Regions from separate parts of the Anas platyrhynchos genome. Here region 1 is linked to region 2. A link is a contact called in public Hi-C data. All regions are on one chromosome and are shown on one strand. The core of a region is the stretch at or near the end of the contact, and the rest is flanking DNA. Distances in the headings are between cores, read along the strand shown.

Evidence for each region. A called contact is a pair of places that touch in the nucleus more often than the background predicts.
Region 1: a Hi-C map of liver shows a contact between it and region 2, with 4 times the contacts expected there. The contact joins two enhancer-like sites. A contact is called at or near these places in 5 of 8 Hi-C or Micro-C datasets (F1 follicle, liver, skeletal muscle and 1 more).

The regions. Positions count from the first base shown.
Region 1 is chr1:177,502,148-177,509,323 of IASCAAS_PekinDuck_T2T, forward strand. It overlaps LRRC63 (leucine rich repeat containing 63), which reads left to right. Exons shown (of 10, transcript XM_072032546.1): 7 at 366-502; 8 at 1,275-1,358; 9 at 1,954-2,193; 10 at 2,939-5,587. The coding sequence ends at 3,098. Among named protein-coding and RNA genes, the nearest start is that of LRRC63, 21 kb to the left of the region's middle. Within about 2 kb of position 4,869, at least 1 of the 8 cell types and tissues checked has an H3K27ac peak or open chromatin away from gene starts, as enhancers often do.
Region 2 is chr1:177,441,648-177,449,296 of IASCAAS_PekinDuck_T2T, forward strand. It overlaps LCP1 (lymphocyte cytosolic protein 1), which reads right to left. Exons shown (of 16, transcript XM_038173425.2): 8 at 6,845-6,987; 9 at 5,535-5,630; 10 at 4,713-4,908; 11 at 3,360-3,438; 12 at 3,044-3,158; 13 at 2,061-2,194; 14 at 1,030-1,153; 15 at 450-574. Among named protein-coding and RNA genes, the nearest start is that of CPB2, 15 kb to the left of the region's middle. Within about 2 kb of position 4,819, at least 1 of the 8 cell types and tissues checked has an H3K27ac peak or open chromatin away from gene starts, as enhancers often do.

The DNA.
Region 1 (7,176 bases), core at 3,619-6,118, 61 kb after region 2:
AATTTAATCTCTAAAAGGTAAAATGCAATGTCAGGAGCAAAAATAAGGCTTATAAAGAGAAATGCTGGACAGTCTTAGCCAGCAGCACTAGCAGCTCTGCCTGCAATTCTCAATCACAATGTTTTAAGTGATATGGAAAGTGATTGACAATGGTGTCTCATATTGTATCTGCAGGAATACTTTGAGTAGTTAGCTATATCTACATATGCAGTACTTGTATTAGCTAATCTTATAATATTTATTTCCTAGTTCTTCCAGCATAGTTTGCTGGTACTAGAAATGCAGAATACTTAGAACAGAACCGTGCCATGCTTTACAATAAACAGCTGTTGGTTTTATCAGTCCCTGTCCCCTTCCCTTCTCAGGTGTTTAATATTAAATCTTTACAAGTGCTTGTGCTCCGCAACAACCCCATCAGAAAAATCCCAAATGACATTCAACGACTGAAGTCACTCAAGAAATTTACAATTTCCTTCAATTTACTATCAGATCTTCCATCTGGGTAAGGTATTTTTTATTAATCGAGAGATTTGCCACATTTACAGGCACAAACAAGGATTTCTGTCTTGGCATTTTTATACATTATAATCATTCACTAATTTTGATTCTAGCCATTCCTTTAACCCAAACAAAAAGACTTTTTCATAGTACTAGGAGATGGAAATATCGAAGGAGCTAAAATACCTTGCCTTGTGAATCTTCACTACATCTATATATGTTAGTCTGCTGTAGCTCATTTTCAGTAAATAGACTAAAAATATTTTAAAGAAGAATGGCCTTGTGGCTTCCATCCTTGGCTCTACTGCCTGCCTTTGTGTAGCAATAAAAATAGGTAGCATTTTAAAATTTAGTCAATAAACTAAAATATAACTGTCTTGTTGAGATGCTGAAATACAGAGGCAAAATTCCATTTCTAGAGTATTTTGGATTGCTAAGACCCAGCTTTATCCCCCCGGCTTTAGATATTTAATTAAGGCACCCATCTCAGCATCCACACTGAGTGGAGAGAATACTTCTAGAGATCATTTCAGCTCACAGAAGAGCTGAACCCTATTTTTGGATGTGGAAAAGAAGCTAAGTCACCATACATGTTCATAGCAGGTAATAAAACAGAGACCTACACACTGTGCAATAATTAAGAATGATTTGAGCTCCAGGGTTGGACTAGATGAGCTTCAAAGGTACCATTCAGCCTAAATTATTATGATTCTGTGATATTATTTGTTTCTCTCATCTAGGTTTCTAATTCATCATTGTCTTTTCTTTTATTATAGTTTGTTTCTATTAGAAAATCTCCAGAATCTGGACATTGCCTATAATGGTATTAGAGTTATTCCTAATGACATCAAGAACTTAAGGTATGTAAGCAACATAAAATGAAACTAGTTCTCTACAGCATAATACCATAAATCATATTTGGATATTGATTTTATCAGTGAATACATGGGGAATATTCACTGTACCCTCTCTTCCCTTTCTTCTGTCCATGTGAAAGGCTCATTTCAGCTGAAACAGTAGATGGCAGTTGTATAATTGTGCCACTTGAAGATAGCTGTAAGTCAACCTTTCCCATGCAAAATATGATCATTCTTTCATTTGGACCGTATGTGTTTATGTAAACTTGATTTGCATGATGAAGAAAAAGAAAATGCATTTCTAAACCATGTGTGGTGGCTTTCAAGCAGTGTGAAGTGTTGGTTAGACAAGAATTAAAACCCAGCTCTATGGAACCCTTACAAGATAACTCAGTTATTGAAACTATAATTAGAAAAATATTGTATCTACAGTTGTGTCCAGTACACGAAGTGCACTGTGAGGAACACAGAGCATTTTATGCACATCTCAGTGCAGTAGTTCATCTAATGGGGATTAGGAAATTATATAAGCATGGTCAAGGTAGGATATAATGTGAACAGCCCATCAATAAATGCCTGGTGGTCCTTAAAATTGCAGGAAGCTCGAGTGTTTGAACACTGAAGGGAACCAGCTCTCTGCTTTGCCATCTGGGGTTTTGAATCTTCCACTAAAATACCTCAGAATAGAGAATAACTTCATACACCCCTTGTTATGGAATGAAAAGGTGCAGAACCAACCTCAGAAGCTCACTCATCTGGCTGCCCTTTGCTTCTCCAGAAATAACCTAAAGGAAAGATACACAGACATCACAGAAGATATTGAAAAAATATTGGATGAGTAAGTAACAGAAATATGCTCTTCTCACTTGATCCCCCCATAGGAGTATTGTGTGCAAGAAATATGCATAGTTGGCCCCTGATGAGTAATTCCACAAGTGTTAGGAGTGTGGAAGTTACTACTTTGTCCACTGTTTCACATGAAATTGATGCTGGTCAGTGGTATGCTCTTACATACTGTGGTGTATACAATAGTGCCCATGTATGTATGCTGAGTTCAGATGTTGTGTATATCTGTATGAAAATTAAATTACAGTTAAAATTTATTGGACACTGCATGCAAATTCTTCTATTTAATATTCCTGTTTTTTTACATGGCCACCCATTCTCCAGACAAAATGTGTGTTGCATCTTCATGTTCTGGCTGCACATGGGGGTGTTTCCCTTCCCTTCCCTTCCCTTCCCTTCCCTTCCCTTCCCTTCCCTTCCCTTCCCTTCCCTTCCCTTCCCTTCCCTTCCCTTCCCTTCCCTTCCCTTCCCTTCCCTTCCCTTCCCTTCCCTTCCCTTCCCTTCCCTTCCCTTCCCTTCCCTTCCCTTCCCTTCCCTTCCCTTCCCTTCCCTTCCCTTCCCTTCCCTTCCCTTCCCTTCCCTTCCCTTCCCGTGAATCCAGCGATGAGCCACAGATGTTCTGAGGCCAGATAATTTTTCATTTGTGCTTGTGAGTGCGGAAGTTGAACTGCTGTCCGTGTGAATATGGTCTTAGAAGGATGATGCAAAGTTTTTGACCCAGTTTCTTCCCATTGCAGTTTTACTGTCTGTGACTGCTGCAGTGGACCTCGCTATGGTGAAGGACTTCGGCTCATCCAAATTTACAGGAATGTATTTAAATTCGGAAGGCTTCCCTTTTACTTTTATGCTTGCTCATCATCGTGCCTGAGAAACTTTGTGTCTCAGACCGGGGCTTGACAACGGTACTTTGCGAAAAGCGATCTGGATTACAGCAGAGAAACTATGAATGGGACAAAATAGTTCAGAAATGTCTGATCTCATGTTGTGTTATTCTGTTGGACAGCCTGGCACTCTGCTGGAGTGCTGGATCACTTGCTGTGTACCATCAGCATGTCTTTCTTAAAGTGCTTTCAGCTCTGAGTGGTCTGTTTCAATTCATCTCCATACTCATTGATACGAAATGAAAGGCAGACTCGGCCCTATGCAAAATCAATGAAGGTTTATGCTGACCTTATGTTCCTCCAGTGATACCTAACAAGGTAGAGATTCTCCCCTGCTGCTACCAGTAAGCCATTTTACATCACTGTACTTGTCATTGCTTTGAAAATGAATAATTTTGTTCCTGAACTACAAAATAGTTTTAGTTAAATGACAAAAATCCCTTATGAAGGCCACTAGGACCCGGAGGCAGCCCAAGGGGAAGGAGAAGGAAAAGATAGGGGAGAATGGAAAACTGATGACACAGGCCTTGTTTGTGCACAAGTACTCCCACGGACAGGCCACCGCCTCTGCTCCCGTGGTTAGATTACAGAACTTATCCCAAAATAATGGTCAGATAAAAGGTATCTGTAAGGTCAATGGCAGGGCCCAATACATGGACCTCCTGCTGCTCTGTCTTCAGCATTGGGTGGACTCGGTGTTGTCTTTGTGTGGCTCCTGCAGAATGATGATCTGTATGAGTAGGTAGGTGCAGTTGGGTGCCTTGGCAAGCTGCAAGGAGAATTTAGGCACCTGTGGACAAAGGACAAACCAACGATGGAGGTAGGCTTCACTCCATCAGGTCAAAGCACCTGGAATCTGCTTTTTTGGAGCTGAAGGATGAAAGCAATGAAAGCACCGCTGTGATTCCTTCTCCACTTGCTCAACTAATTGCACTGAAAACCCCAAAGCACTTTGTCTGTGCTAGGATTGTTGCTGGAGGCAGTTCATTTGGTTGAATATCCTTTCAGTGCCCAGCCCTGGGCTGCCAGGAATGGGGTCAGGCAGCAGCCTGCTCTGGGAAAGAAGTTAGAGAAATGTAAATGCAAAAGCAGAAATGGATGTTCCAGAAAGAGAACCGAAAGAGGGAATTCAGAGGTTTTTAAGAGAACCCATGGGCATTATGGTGAAGAGAGATCTGAAGGACTTTATGCAAATGATAATAAAGATTATTCAAACACGAAAAACAGGGAAATGCCACTTGCATGAAGACTGCCATTTGCTAAGTTTTAGGTCTTTGCATGCAGAGTAGGAAATAGATTTAGGCCCCCCAGCAGCTGCAGTGCCTACCACAGAGCAGGTGACCTGAGCAACCACCCCCTGATTTTGAGAGGAACGGGAAGAAAACTCCATGGTAGAGAAACAAGGAAGATTTTTATCTTTCTTTAAACTTGTCTGGGACCAATGTAGTCCAGAGGATTTGTGCGTGCTGAAGAGCGGATTATTCAAAACAATTTCAAAGCATCACAAATCCAGGATTTAGGAAGATCCACGGTAAACTTTCCAGCAGCTTTTTGCTTTCTCTTGCCTAAGACTTCAGGGAATGTGGGAATAGAGGTAGGCGAGTCTGGGGGTGTGGGAGTAAGGAGCAATGCCACATGCTGAGGTTAGCACGCTGGGTTTTCCCCTGGTTTGGGCAGGTCTGGCAATTTTTGTAGCTATCGCCACACAGGCGTGTTTGCACAGACTGATGTCCATTAGGGCTGCACAAACCTGAGCTGGCTTATGTAGAACCAGCCCCCTCTAGTGGTGTTTTCTGTGAAGTTTTAATGTTTTGGGAAACTTGCTTTGCTTTTTACACATCAGGCATAGTGTGAAGGGTTTGTGACACGACTGTGAGTTAAACTGCCTGACTCACTTGCAGGCTGGCTTGCCCAACAGAACAAGGCTCAGGGAGCCAGCTACCTCCTGAAGTTTCCATCCAAGTGTGAAATGAAAATTGTGATCAAACCAAGCAAAGCTGCTGCTTGGCAGATGAATACACAGCTTTCAATTCAACTCAAACTCTTATCCCCTATGTGAAAGCCTTCAAGCCTTATTTATCTTTTGATAAAACGTGTGGCTACGTTTTGTACCTGTGAAATACAGCGAGGTTTCTGGGCCAAGACTCAGGGCTGTATTGCCCATCAGGAGCAGGCACTGTGGTCATCTGGTCCCTTCTGGAACAAGTCCTCCTCCCAGGAAGCCACCACAGCACCACAGCTGTGCGTTAGGCAAGCACAGCAAAGAAGTGCATGTGCCAGGGAGTGGAGTTCACAACAGGAAAATCTGCAACGCTCTGTGCTTAACTGCTCCGTCCTGTTGCCCCATCACATTTACAAAATTCTCAACAGACGTGCTCCTGTTGTTGCTTTCCATTCCTTTCTGCTCCTCATTTCCTCCTCTGACTGATCTCACAGGTACAGATCCCTGCTGTCCTCGGTCTGTCCTGTGCCCAGCTTCTGGCCCCTGACCCTTTTTCTCATAGATGTGTAAAAAACACTCCTCTTCATTCCTTTATTACCCCTCATCTTGGCTCAGGGCAAAGTCTTTGGGTGATGCAGAGTGCAAAATGTAAGTGACGAGTTATTTTTCAGCATCTGGTTGCCTGTGGCTGAGAAACCCAGGGCTGGGCATGGCAACATACAATCTTGTACAGGCCCTGAACACCAGACTGGCCTCCTGGGGTTTGTATGAGCAGTTGACAAACAGCACACAGCTAGAAACTGAAGCTTATGCACAGATTTCACAATTTCCTGCAGCCCTGGTGTACAAACCGCCACATGGTGGGACATCTGCCACGTGAGGCTGTCGCTTGAGGAGCACCCTGGCACCATCACCAGCCATTCCCAGCAGGGCCCTGGGTCTCCGTTCTCACTCCTCTCACTCCGTGCAAATGCAGCCATTAACCCCTCATTCCCTCCTTAACAGGGAGGGAACAAAGCACCCAACCTTTTGCAAAAAGCAGGAAATCCCTGGATCCTTTCTTATTTCACAGAGACTGATTCGGCGTCAGCAACTTTTCTCTTGTTCCTCCTTCCCCAAACCCAAGCAGAACTCACGAGTGAAGTCCCGAATCGACACAAGTTTGGTGTTTATTGGAGGGTTTTGTACAATATCTGTGGTCAGTCAGAAGTTAAGTGGCAAACAGTGAATATTGCTGGGAAAACATAAAGGGAAACTCATCGCTCTCCTCTGGTGAGCACTTAGCACACTGCTGGGATGAGACCTTCATGGAGATGTGCCCTGGACCCAGCACCAGAGGCTCAGAGGCCAGAGCCAGCAGATGTGCTGGTCGTGGATCTCCCCATCTCTTGGAAGGAGCAACTGGGAGGTGACTGGGGCTGCAGGAGCCACTGGGAGAGGGCACAGCCATCTCCATACAGCACCTGCTGGAGCAGCAGTTCTGCACATTTGCTTTGTGAAATGGGAAGTGCACGCATTAGCCAGCCAGAAAACAGTTTTGAAATAGGAACTTTTGAAGTAGGATGGGCTGGTAGTTATTTCTGCTTTCCCATCAGCCTGCCAAATACCGAGATCCTGGGGATTGGGGTCAGGGGGTCTGGCCTGGCCTCCCTAACACTGGTACAGAACTTGTGCCTGGCCACTGGGGCTGACTGAAGGAGCCCAAACGCAGTGCTAGGCAACATGGAGAGAGCTAGGTGACTTTAAAGGCATTTAGAGGGGAGTTTGGGGCACTCGGATCCCCCACATTGGGCATATTCTGTGAGAGGTGGCTGACAAGTGGAGCTGTTAACGTTTTGACTAAAACTGATGAAACGTGAAAGAAACAAAATTCTCTTCACTATAAGGAATAGAGAGGGCTTCTTCACCCTTCCCTGTGCATTTCATCCTTCCTGAGAACATTTCCCTCTATCACTGTTGTGTCTCCAGAAGTTAAGGAAGACAGATGCACCTGTGCTCAGGATGCTGGCCAGACCCACGGTACGCTTCCAGCTGTACCAGCAGCTTCCTCCAGGCTGCTGCAACCCCACTCTGCTTCCCTTTGCTCTCTGCAAAATGATACTAACACGTTTCTCAAAGCGCTCATCTCTTCAGGTTTTCCCATTTCGGTGTC
Region 2 (7,649 bases), core at 3,569-6,068:
CAGAAAAAAAAAATCAATATCCACATCCACAAAAACAGTTTTTCAGGCATGAATCCTGTCCTCCCCTTTCTGCCTTAAATATGCCCATGCTCCACCTGTATGTGACTAAGGAGGTATCATGACCTCTAATCACTGGTGGAAACAGCTTGCGTTGTTGGTGCTGCTCCCTGATCTCTGGAAGAATTTTAAATTTAATAAGAGAAAACAGAAGCTTGGGAAGCCAAGTGATTTTGATCCCGTGAAGGGAATTATAAAGCAGCAACTGTGACACTTCATTTTTGGTGATAGCCTTTTTTTACTGTCTGACTTCTAGCCTTCATGTTTCTAACTCTGGAGGTATTTCTCAGTTGAGGATGTGCCAGATGAGAATGATAGCAGAGTGTTTTGAAAGACAGTCAAGCAAGGCTGAGCACATAACTGGTGGTAAGTGTCACTTGGCATGAACATACTTAGCATTATTTAGTTTCTCCTCATCATTCAGGTCCTCTGTTTTCAGGAGGTCGTATTTGATTGATCCTGGTTGAATGGCATCAATGAGGTCCAGGACTGGCATGCTGGTGCTGATTTTGCCATCCTGCATAGATGAAAAATGCAATTAGATGCAAGAACAGGAAGACATGTCTCCCACAAAGCCAGATTACTACTAGATTACACGTGTACTGTTACTGTTGTTTTTAGTGCTATCATTTCTAATTGCTATTGTTTAATAACCAACAACACAACAGGTCTTGCCAAATACCAGTCATCATTCCCAGCTCCATAATTTCATTTCCTGTGGCAAAGTAACATTCAAAGTAACAGCTTTCTGTTATGTTCATATTATGTTTCTGCTACCTCTTGATAATAAAGGCCCTTAAATAAAATCTGTGTATCTGAAAATGCCTTTAAGAGGGAATGAAAAATATCTAAACAATGTAGTTAATTATATCATAATATAGCATGTGATTATATACTTATATATGCCTATATACACATAAAAACACTGTGTAAGAGATTCCTAAACAGAGACTTCTAACAAAAATCTGTTACCTTGAAACTGGAGATAGTTGAATCCTTGCCGGCTGCAGTCAGTGTTTCATTGACCCAGTTGACAATGATTTCATCGTTGACCTTTTCTCCACCACCAATATCTTCAAGGATATTCAGCGTGTACCTTACGAGAGAAGCCAGAATGCTTGCTTTAGCTCATAGTCTACCACCAGAACCACCAGTCTACCTCAGAACCACCCTCGTACATGCATAGCCTGACTTGGACAAACCCAACAATCCTCTTACACCCAATAGCTTCCCACTTCCACACTTAGAGAATGAATTATATTATAACATGCTAATTCATCTAATGGGTCTCATTCACCCCCAGTTCCCTAAGCATTGCTCTGGCAGTGTCAATAGGTTGTGTTTCTCAAAATTCCTAGAAGGTCCCATCCAGCAGATCTCAGTGTAAATGACTCGTTCACACACTGCTTTAAAAAATAATCACTGACTTTATGGGCAGAAGGAAATTGTTGTACCCTTCTAAGACTGACCTTCTGCATAAACACAGGCCTGGAATATTTTGCTTATATGACAGCATATATTCTGGAAAGACATACCAAATTGATGGCAAGTAATCACCACATCCATTGATTAATCACATGCCTGATAATCCACACAAAGAATTACATGAAAGTGGGAAGAGCTACCGAGCTGCATCCACTCTAGGTAGCAGATTACAGAATTTCTGCATCAATTCTTAATTTCCAGTATATCCTCCCCACTCCCTGATACAGAGATGTTTCATCTTGTTTTTCGCTCTTCTGTGCAGTGAACATTTATTCACACTATATGGATAGTGACAATAATAAACTTCTGCATGAGCTGAATGTAATGTTCTTGGCCATAAGATAATGTACTTCATGATCACATCCCTAACTTGGTTACTCTGTCTCTGCATATGTGTGCAAACAAGTGAGAGAAAAAGCTGTGGCCTGTAAAGCCTTCTCATCAATCGCATCAAGAAAACATTACCACGCCAACTGTGTGTACCAAAACACTCCTAAACTTGTCTTTCATCACCATACCTTCTCATCAACTGCCAGATTAAGGCCAGTGTGAGTGTACGGTTTCCTTCATTCAGATCTTGCCCAGCGATGCCAACGAGGGAGAATTTGGCTTGATTTTTTCCCAGTTCCACTGCATAGTTGCAGTTTTCAAGCTGTTAACGAGAAGATCAGTTAATATGGTTCAAAAGTACAGGAAAAAAAAAAAAAAGAAGTGGCTATCAAGACATCCACTGCTACTTTAAATTCTTTCAATCACTTAGCCCAGATCCTCCTGGGCAAACAGGTCTATCTTTTTTGATAGATAATACAGCTGTTCAACTACCAGCAGCCAGCACCATCCCAAAGATACTAAGATAAGAATCAGCCTAGAAGGAAATGTTATACTTCATCATCAGGGCTCATAAAACACATTACCCTGGAAAATATGAATCTACAGCTCAGAAGTACCTCCAGTAACATGGCATTGCACTGAGACAAAGGATCGGTGTCCCAGCCAATATTTCAGGCCAGTTAGTCACCCTGCCCAAACTGTACAGAGCTGCTCAACCAGAGAGCTGGGAGAAATCTGTGTATGTAGCAGCAACTCCACAATCAGTTCCTGAGGCACACGGTGAAGAATGCTGATTATCACTGTCCTCATTTCATGTGGAGGGCAATGGTCCAGACAGCAGCAATTAAGCTGGTGCCATATTACTCATGCTGAAGATGCATTACAGTTGGTGACTAAAACCTCAGCAAAAGTGGTCTGCAGATAGAGTTTTTAAATATTGATACAAAAGGTGTCAAGACTTTTTATGTCACACATACTGTTTACCTGTCAACAAAGTTAATGAGTCAGATACATTTATTTTCAGGGTGAAGAATTATTCACTGACAAGACAGAAAGAATCATTTGATGGGACTTGAGAGCAACACATGAGTGCCCACATTACTGCGTGAAATTATGTAGACGTCTTTTGAGGGTAAGGCATTGCTACTGGAGCTATTCCAGCTATTTGTACCTTCTTCATGTTGCCACCCAGTTTAGGATATGGTGGTTTGTTCACTCTGTTCCAGTCTACTGGCACTTTGATCTTTTCATAGAGCTGGAAGATAACCAAGGCATCTGACAGGTCACTGAAAACAACAAAAAAGGTAGATCATTGACCAAAGAACTGAAGAAAGGAATTCAACCATTAGTAGAGGTAAATTTATTTTTCTATTAAAAATAATATATATATATATATTCTTACAGCAACCAAAAGTTCTCATATGTTTTCTGTAAACAATTTGCTGGCTGCATGTATTGTCTGAAGGAAGTGTAATGCCTCCCCTTACCTGTATAAGTGATTTACACGTGGATTAACACCCAGGGAGTTCATCCAGTTCCTGAATGTCCTCTCTTCCCTTGTCTCACCTAAAACAACAGATATATCAATCAACAGGATGGCAGACCACAACACTCCAGTAAAATAAGTGTCTTGTGATGAAACCATAACTCAGAATTTACAGTGCACTGAACCATAAACAGAACGAGACGGTGGCTGACAAGAGAAATAAGAGAGCACAGTGCAGCACTTAATATTTCTTCATGCCCCAAATATTATAGTATTTAGGCAGACTGGCCTTGAAATACCTTCAAGAATTCAAGAATAGCCTGTGCCCTAGCATGAATAGTTTTGTTATGAAGCTTTTGAGAAACTTAAAAATAATTGAAAACACAGATTTATTCTGTGGGTCTCTTTGTAAGCACGATCTACACTGAATAAATGCTAGACTGAACAGAGCACTTCCATTCATTTTAGCTTTCAAGTACATGCTCAACTGGTTATTAAACTGGTCCCATTGACCCCAAGGACACCATGTATTTTCTTATTTGTCAGTACATGATTAAGTACTTTCCTGACTCACACTACAGAGCTCAGACCCTCAAAAGATTAACAGTCTTAACTGCCTTAACTGCCACTTGAACTGTTTCAGACTTTTTTTATATATGCTGTCATCAACAGCACAGCTATTTTACTAGAAATATCACATACAAAGAGTAGGCTGCCTTCTCCTAAAATATCAGAACAACTACTGCTCAATGACAACTAGACCCAGAAACAATCTAGATGTTTTCAATTCAGGTTTTTGTGAGTTATCTTTGTGTATGAAAAAAAATCTTCAAATGGTACCATAAAAGGAATTTTTTTTTCTGTTGCCTTGCTTCATGATGGCTCGACAGACCCTGTCTCAGAAAATTATAAGTATTAGAAATAGAAAGGTTTCATTGAGCAGCATCTTTAAGAAGGTGTAAAGCAAGAGAGACGAGAGAGGCATTTTCAAGTGGTCATTTGTCAGGAATCACCACCTGCTTCAGAGCTGAAGTCGTCCAAAAGACGAGGCCACTGGGAGATCCAGAGCACAGGTCAAACAGAAGGACCCGTAGCTCAGTGAATGGCCCACACAATGGTGGTCCTGACCCTAAACCAGACCAGGCAGGCATTGGGTCCATGTAAGATCAGATTCTTAAATTATGTTCTAAATTAAGAGAATGCCAGATCAACTGTGATTTCAACTAAGAAGCACACTCAATAGTCAGTGCAGGTTCAGACATCCCACAAACATTTTCATCTTTAACATATCATGTTAGCAGGGGATACTGTGGCACGAATGGCCAGAAACATCCTTTACTTGAATTTTTCTTACCTTCAATAGAGCTCCAGTCAATGTCCTGGTTCTCTGGCTTATGCAGGGCAGGGTATTTGTTAAACAAGTTGGCGATGAATGCCAAGTTTAGCTTTGGGTTTCCCCGGACGACATCTGTGGCCGTGACGAACTGCCGGCAACCCAGCCGCTCTGCCTGCTGCAGCATGCACTCTGCACGTTGGACGTCATCCTTCTCCTGTGCCAGACAAAAATCAGGATGAAACCACATCAGCATCAGCCCACAGCCTGGCACCATGCACACACCAACCCACTCTGGCTCCCTGTGTGTGGTGCTAGGTGTGGGGCTGCTAAAATAGGTCCTTGTTGAATTTATAACAATTTCCTCTCCCACCTTTAATAATATCAACTCAGTGTTTCAGATGGGCTTTATCTACAATCCAGCCATCTCACCATGTTCTTTTTTATTTGTATCTCACATAAAAGGGAATTAATTCCCAAATAATTGCATTTTAATATACTTGCTACATGTTAGTAGTTTATCAGTGTGGTTCAGTGGCTGTAGGATGGCACTCTGAGCAATTTGGCCTGGTAGAAACTATCCCTGCCCAGGGCAGGAGGGTTGGACTAAGATGGTCTTCAAGATTCCTCCCAACCCAAACTGTTCTGTGATTCTATAAATATCTAATGAAAGGCAAAACACTTTATTTAATTCTTCAGCTTTGAATTCTGAAACATAAGATCATGTTGCAACACTAAAAAGAGTTTGCTTTCTGTGGTACCCTCATGCAACTCTGTGCTGGCCAGCAACGCAAGTAACAGACAGAAAATACAGGCATTTACTCTAAACTTATCTCATCTTACCCTTAATCCTGACATGTCGATAGTAATAGCTGGAATGCCTTCTTCATCTCCCTTGGGGGCAACTTGGTTCAGCAAATGGTAATAAGCTCTTGAGTCCTGTGACAGACAGAGAAATTAAATGGAGAAAAATTACATCTAAAGCCCAGATTTTGCATTCCAGCACTCTCCTGAACAATGTGCATGCATGCTTCATTTTTATTACATCAATCATTGGGCTACATAATTAAATTACTAAAGTTGGAAGCACTTAACAATCCCCACTCTATGCTGTGTTTGCTGGATCTACCTCTTCCCTAAGCCAATACGTACATGCTACAGAAAGCTCAAAGCATGAGACAAAATGCTGCGTTGCAATTACAAGAAGGACAGCAACAACAAAGAGATGTTAGAATTGACTCAATATGAACACGATATTAGAGATTTAAAAAAAAAAGTATACCTTTATAATGTTGTAGAAGTCAGGCTGCTGAGCATTTAAGAAAAGAAAATGCAGAAGGAGAAAGCAGAGGTTTAAAGCAGATTTCAAAGAAATGCTGGAACACTTATAGAAGAGAACACAAATTTCAGGGACAAAAGTTGAAAACAACAACAGTATCAGCATTTTTTTTCAGGCAAAAGGGCAGGAACAAGACAAGGATTTAACATGTCGTGTCTTTAAATTTTTGTGAAAGTTATTTCCATGTGTGGAAAATATTAATATCACTTCAGAAATAATTCAAAAAAGAACTGAAAACAAAGCTGCATGTTAGTGTCTGGGGACTTGACTACCTAAACCAACAAATACTCTTCAAAAATATTAAGTAGATGAGCTGTTCTTTTTATTTATTTTTTGTTTGTATTCCTTCTTGTATGAGAAATACCATTTATCCTAGATAGGATTTAATCAGTTACATTACAGTCCTCTCAGCCAGCCTATGCAAAGATGGGAAAGACCCCACTCCACCCCTTTCCATGGATATCCTGCAGTAAACTCCACACAGCGAACCAAAAATCTGTTACAATAAAAATTGTAATGTTGAGTGTGACTTTCAGACTCTCCAGTTGTCTTCCCTGATGCTTTTTCTGTATGTCATTTAAGTCATAGTAAATGACTTCTTGTGCTGTACTGAAGGAAACACCAAATGGAGGAATTGGAAGAGCTCCATCCTCTTCCCCCGTACCTAGTTACATGTCTGGGTAAGGTTCAGCCAAATTAAAGACAGATCTAGAAGAATTTAGGGACATTCAGCAAGTACATGACCTTTGTTTGAGGGACATGGATTTGGGTGTGGAGCTGCTGTTCTGCTAACATTGGTAAGTATTCTTTATACCTTGATGTCTGAGCTGAAGTTGTTGACCTTGTTACATCCTGCATTCTCCAGGTGATAGTTCGCCCATCTCAGCAGCAGTTCCTCTGGAGACAATTTCATCAGATCCTCCAGGCTCTCTCCTTCTCTCAGAAGAGCAATCAAGGCTAAGCAGAGACAGAAGAAAAAATGAATAAATAAAGGCCACGTACTGCCATATTTGCTTTTTCACTGTATTCCTAAAAAAATGAAAAAAAATAAAAATTGCCAAATGGTTGGTCAAAGACTGGAGCAGGTTCCTCAGAGAGGCTGTGGAATTGCCATCCCTGGAGGCACTCAAAGCTCAACTGAGCCCAGCCCTGAGCAACCAACCTGATCTGAGGTGGCCATGCTTTGAACAGGGAGTGGACTAGATCACCTCCAGCAATCCTTTCCAACTAAATTATTCTGCAAGTCACGGATCCTGGTCTTGCAGACGCCAACAGGTAGTAGCAATACCCACCTGTACAAGAGAGGCTGAGGCAGAATAAGGCTACCATTAGATCTGATATTTTTGATACTGATGTTGTGAGTACTTGTAGAGGAGAATGTATAATTATTTTCTTTCTCACCTATTTTGCTACCTAGTTTCTAACTGAGCAACAAAAAGAATTGCCAAAATTCAAGGTAAAGTTGCATGACAGAGGATACAAACAACAAAAGGATCTCATCAATAAATAAATTAAAAAAGGGGACAAGGATGTTAGTCGTGGATCTAGGAGTCAGTCATGTATAAATGCAAGACAGTTTCAGTACGCTCTAAAAACTACCTGATTTCCTTGCCTCAGAT